Linked DNA regions of Macaca mulatta: region 2 is linked to region 1. A link is a contact called in public Hi-C data. All regions are on one chromosome and are shown on one strand. Each heading gives the region's core, a stretch centred on a gene start, on an enhancer-like site or on the middle of the called end of the contact. The rest is flanking DNA. Distances are from core to core; before and after follow the strand shown.

The links. Hi-C and Micro-C count contacts between places; a contact is called where the count stands out from the background.
Region 2: a contact with region 1 is called in a Hi-C map of liver, with 3 times the contacts expected there. The contact joins the promoter of TMEM255A here to the promoter of ZBTB33 in region 1. A contact is called at or near these places in 2 of 14 Hi-C or Micro-C datasets (blood and liver).

Annotation. Positions count from the first base shown.
Region 1 is chrX:126,656,364-126,659,063 of T2T-MMU8v2.0, forward strand. It overlaps ZBTB33 (zinc finger and BTB domain containing 33), which reads left to right and starts at 1,280. Exons shown (of 2, transcript NM_001266950.1): 1 at 1,280-1,410.
Region 2 is chrX:126,716,133-126,718,832 of T2T-MMU8v2.0, forward strand. It overlaps TMEM255A (transmembrane protein 255A), which reads right to left and starts at 1,449. Exons shown (of 9, transcript NM_001193758.1): 1 at 1,145-1,449. The coding sequence starts at 1,202.

The DNA.
Region 1 (2,700 bases), core at 30-2,529:
AAAGAAGCACAGGAATTCTACTGCAAGGTATTAATAGGTACAAATTTAAGATTTTTGGAAATGAATGCAGTATTATCCTATAAATATCTTTTTAAAAAGATAAGGAAGGTAGTGAATGGCCTTAATTATGGCAGAAAAAAGTTACTATTTGGTTCCTTGGTTGAAGATATGATCAATAACCAGCCTAAAAGGGAAATATTTTGCTCTCCAAACACCCATCCTGTTGTTTCATTCATTATGGTACTCAGTTGGAAGGGTATTAGCAGAGGATTTTAAAAAATTATGTAACTCACAATGTATTTTTTCAGTCATTAATCACTGAACACTTACTATGTGTCAGACACTAAAGCCCTCTGAAGATGAAATGCTATGGAAATAGTAATAATAAAAAATTAAAATAGTAATAATAAAAAATTAAAAATGCAAGTGTTAATATTATTAATCTTTCAAGATACAGGTCAAATGACAGCACTCGATTTGCTATTCTCTTCTCTGCTTCTACACCTTGTACAAATATTTTTGTACATGTTTGTGTACCTACCTACTGAGCTCCCTAAAGAGGTAGAGACCTTTGGGTTATTCATTTTTGTATTCTCGAGAGCCTAACATAGGGTTTTTGCTACAGATCAAGCAAGGGGTTAGTAAATGCTAGGTGAAATGAGGGAATTAACACAGTACTGCATCATTTAGTATTCAATTAAGAAGACAGTTGTCCAAACACTAAATTTCTTTCTTAAAAGTAGTTAATGTAATGTAGTTGCTGTCTTGTTATCCCAGAACTTGAATTACCATAAGAAGTTGTTAATTCATATTTGATTGTATGTATTCTATTTCAAGATGGTTTATCATGTAGCAAACAGTCTAATAGAGCAGATTCAAATTTGCAAAAGAAATGAAACCTGTATAGTCTCTAAAAGTTTGTAGGCCCTAGAAGTTCACATTGAATTTCGATGAAAACGACTCGCGTCCCTTCCATCCAATTGCTTGCGACTGCCTTACAGATCTTTCCCTTTCCTTTTTTCCCACCCTTTCGCCCTCCGGAAATAGCCGAACACACAAGAGCTTCCCAGTCTTCCTCCGCCCCCTTGCGGAAAGAGCCGAAGGCAGAGCACGGCGCCGAGGTGGAGCCGCCTCAAGCTCGGGCCCTTCCGGACCACCCCGGCCTGCGCTCGGAAGAGGAGGGCGCCTTTGACTTGAGCGCTTCGCCCCCGCGCTGTGCCCTCTGTCGGCGGCGTGGGGCAGCTGTAGCAGCGTTGGCGGCAGGAGGCGGCGGCCGCGTCGACGTCGACCCAGACTGGAGCGACGTTTAAAGAAGGGGCAGAATCGCCGGGGAGTGCGGCTTCTTCTTGTTGGGGGACTCCCAGCCTTCCGCGCGTCCCGAGGTGGAGAAGCGGCGGCGCCGCGAAGCAGGTGAGGACCCGGCCCCAATCCGGGAGGGGGCGAAGGAGCGCGCTTGCCTTCTCCGTCCCTGGGCCGCGCCTGCGTTTGCATTCGCCTCACTTGAACCAGGAAGCGGCAGAGTCGGAGGCTCTGCTCCTCCGGCTCTTTCTTTGTGTGGGCCGGGGAGTGAAGGAGGGGACGAGCAGCGAGGGCGGCGGCGCGGTCCCCTTCGCCGTTAGGGGCCGAGGGGCTGCCGGTGCCCTGGGTAGGCCCCGGGGCGTGGGGAGCCCATCACAGAGACCCACTTGGCTTTTCCCTCGCCCCTCTCCCTGCTTTTTTGTGCCTCTTTTACTTCCCCAGCCCCTACTTTGATTTAGAGCTTTTCTGCCGGGCCCATCCTCCCCTTCCGTCCCCTTCCCGGGGCACAACAATGCCGCCTGCTTCGCTTCATCCCCCCCAACACCCCACCCTGCCTTTCACCACCTTCTACTTTCCCTGGTACCCCATATTCCTCCCGCCTTCACTCTGCTGTTTGTACCTCCATCTGTATTTGCAAGAAGCTTGCTTTGCACGTGAATTGGGGTTAAAAACCTCGGTTGCAGCTGGCAGGGTCCATATGGGGAAGAGGGAGGTGGAGGAAGGGAGATGAGGTTCAGCTGCCGCAGGGAGCCGCGTGTCGGTTTGTTTCACTCCCTCGCGGATGGCTTTTATCTCTTTTCCACCGTCACCAGCTCCTCCAAACCGGCCCTTGGTCAAGGGTTTCACAGTGATGTGGAATGGCTTTTCCACAGTCGAATAGCAGATCTTCGGGGTGGGTTCAGACCGACTTGTGCTGTCCCTGGGCCCACCCTGACGGGGAGGAGGGGGACACATAAACGAAACGAAACCGAGTCCCAGTGTCACCTGGACACGTACATTTGACGCATTCCCATATTGGAAGAACCCGTGTGTAACTGACAAAAATTGCGTGCCGTTTTCAGAAAACCTGTCTTTCCACTTAAAATCGACTTCTGTGGAAATGCCCGTATTTCGGAAGCCCTGGTTTTTGGCAAACTGTCCAAAGGTCACCCTTTCTGATGATGAATACCTTTATGGTAACCTGAAATTCCTTGGTACTGTTAACATGCAACACCTTCTAATAATGTTTTAAATCTTTGATTTTTAGACTTTTTGCCTGCTGTTTGTTCTTAAGGTATCATTTTGAAAAATTTAGAAGGTATTTGAGACAGAATTGCCCTCCACGTGTATGTAACTTAAGCATTGTGACATCTATACCTTTTTGGTAACTTCAAAGGGAGAGAATATTAATAAAAATATTTC
Region 2 (2,700 bases), core at 199-2,698, 60 kb after region 1:
CCTGAGCAGACTGGTGGCAGGAACTGCGGGACAAAGGGATTTTGCAGAATGTAAAGTATGTTGGAAAGAGAGAATTCGATTTGATTGAAGTGTATCCGAGGCGAATTTTAAAAGATTAGGTGGGATCATGATTTTACAATCCCCTCCCGCTCTCCAGGGCTCCAAATTAATTTCTCCGCCCAGTGAAATCATAGGGCTTGGGAAGATGCCTAACAGCTGAGGGGGACTGGGTTTGTTTTTTGTTTGTAACTACCAAAAAGCAGCTTCAAGCGGCAGCCAAGTTGGTGCCGAAGGTAGCTGTCCCCCAGTTTCTGTAAGGAAAGGAGTCGAAGGATGCCCCTCCCCCTCCATTCCGCCCTGAGAGGAAAAGCGCTACTTCAGAAGATGCGCGGGCTCGTGCTGGATGTTTCTCGCGCTCTCACTCCTGCACCTTACTCCCTTTTCACACTTATGCACATTCCGTGCATTTGGAGCAGAGTAACAATCAAATTCAAAGAATGTTGATCCTGCCGCTGCAGAGGGCAGGGCTGGGCTGTCTTGAGTGAGTCCTCAGGAATTCCCCTCCCCTCATCCCCCCTTTTTTCTCCCCCCCGCCCATCCCCCAGAGTTGCGCAACCCACCCGCCCCCCGCATCAGCGAGGTGCAAATCAGGCCCCTTCCCAACTGCATCTCTAAATTTCAGGGCAGCTTCAAGAGAGTTGGGAGGGGGCGAAGACCCTGCTTCTTCTAATTGTCGTTAGTTGTGAGCTCTTAGAAGTGACCAGGACTTTGCAAAGAGGGAGTGTCGAATGGAAAGCTAAGGCGCAGGTTGCAGGGAAGTGTTTTGATCCTCAGATTGCTGGGATTTACTACCCGACTGCGAGTCTGTAGACACACGCACACAAACAGGCACACACCCGCACTCCGGGGCAGAGATACTCCGACGCAAGCTTGGCGCTCCGATCTCCGCACGTCGCTCCCTCTGCAGCCAGGCCGCTCCCCTGGGACTCTGGTCCATCACCCAGACGCTGGGGCGCGAAGACCACCCCACCCATGCCCCGTTTCCCGCTCTCTGGCTTTTGGGGCAGCCGGGGCGTTCACAGTCCAGAGGCCAGCGCACTCACCCCCTGCTGCCGCCGCCCGAAGGAAAGGCCGCTAGACTTACCCATGGAATCGGGCAGGGACATGTCGCTGGACCGCTGCTGAGTCAGGGACTGATGCATGGTGAAAACTGCCCGGTTGCCCCAGTCCCCGAAGCTGCTTCAAGCGCCCCCGGCTCTGGGCGCCCCGCAGAGCATCCTACTCCGCGGTTGCCTCTCTCGGTCCCTCCGAGAGCTGAGAGAGACTGCCTCTGGTTGCGAGCTGCAGCCCAAGTGCCGCCTCCCCCTCCCTTCCCCTCTTCTCCCTCCCTCCTCTTCTGCCTCCCTGTGCTCCGGGAGGCAGCAGCATTGGCGGTCCGTGCAGCCGCGTGCGCTTGCGCAAGACCCCCCCCTCCCCCTCAGTCTCCCCATCCTAGTTATCCACCTCTCAGCTTCCCAAGCCAGACAGGGAGCAGTTTTAGCCCCTTGGGGCCAGGGCTGCGCAGAGAAAGAGGGGGAAGCTTCAGTCTGAAGCCAACCAACCTTCTCTGTAGTTGGACAAGGTCTTGGGTAATTATCCTGTTCTAGGATTTGTAACTGGGGAGGGGGTCAGAGTCAGAGGTTCAGAGCTGAGGAACACACACACACACACACACACACACACACACATACACACACACACTTGAGCAGGTCTAGTCTTAGTGCTTCCAGAATGACATAATGGAGCTGGAGATGATCCAGAGAAGGGCCACTCTATAATCAAAGGGATGGTGTGTGTGTGGGGGGGGGGAGGGGGCTGACATATGAAGATAGATTAAACAAATGCAGACTCTTTAGTCTAGAACGATGAAGGCTGGGAAGGGATGTGACCAGAGTGTATAAAATTATGCAGAGACGGAGAGAGGGAGCACAGCCTTATTCACCAGATCTGAGAATTCTAGAACCAACGGCCCCCAATCTTTAGCTAGAAAATTCAGCTAAAGCATGACTCTGCACCAGAACCCCAGTTTGTACTGTTCAAGTGCTTTTATATCAAGGATCTTATTTTCTCATCATAACCTCCATGCAAGGGAGGAAGAAGAGTTATCAATAACCCTATTATGCAGAGAAGGAAACTGAATCTCAGAGAAGGGAAGAAAATGTCCTGTGCCCACTCAGCTAGTAAGTGGCAGAAGTGAGAGCTAGAACCTAGATCTGTTGGACCTGAAGGTCAATGTTCTTGCTATGGTGGCTGAAAAGAACTATTATTCTCTATAGCAAATGGAAAACCTAAGGAATTCATTAGCTCCAAAAGATGCAACAAGATGAAAATGCAAGTAGCTTTGGAAAGAGTGAAAGTAAAGTCATGGCTGACAGATCCACTGTGGATTACTAAGGGAAACTGGGGATGAGGTGGGAAAGTCACTGATCTTGGAAGACAGCCAAGTCCTTCTCGAACCTATCCTTTTGGACCCCATTAGGATATTGGGCTTGAAGCACCTTGTGGTTGGACCAGAAGGTGGTTCGAATGTTCTCAAAACAACTGCAGAACAGAATGAAGCCTCCTTGGAGTGCCCCCAAGACATTTGTCTGGTGGCCAGGGGAGGTGGAGGGTGAGCAAACGGGTAACAGTGGGCTCCACCTCCCTCTGGAAACAGCCCTG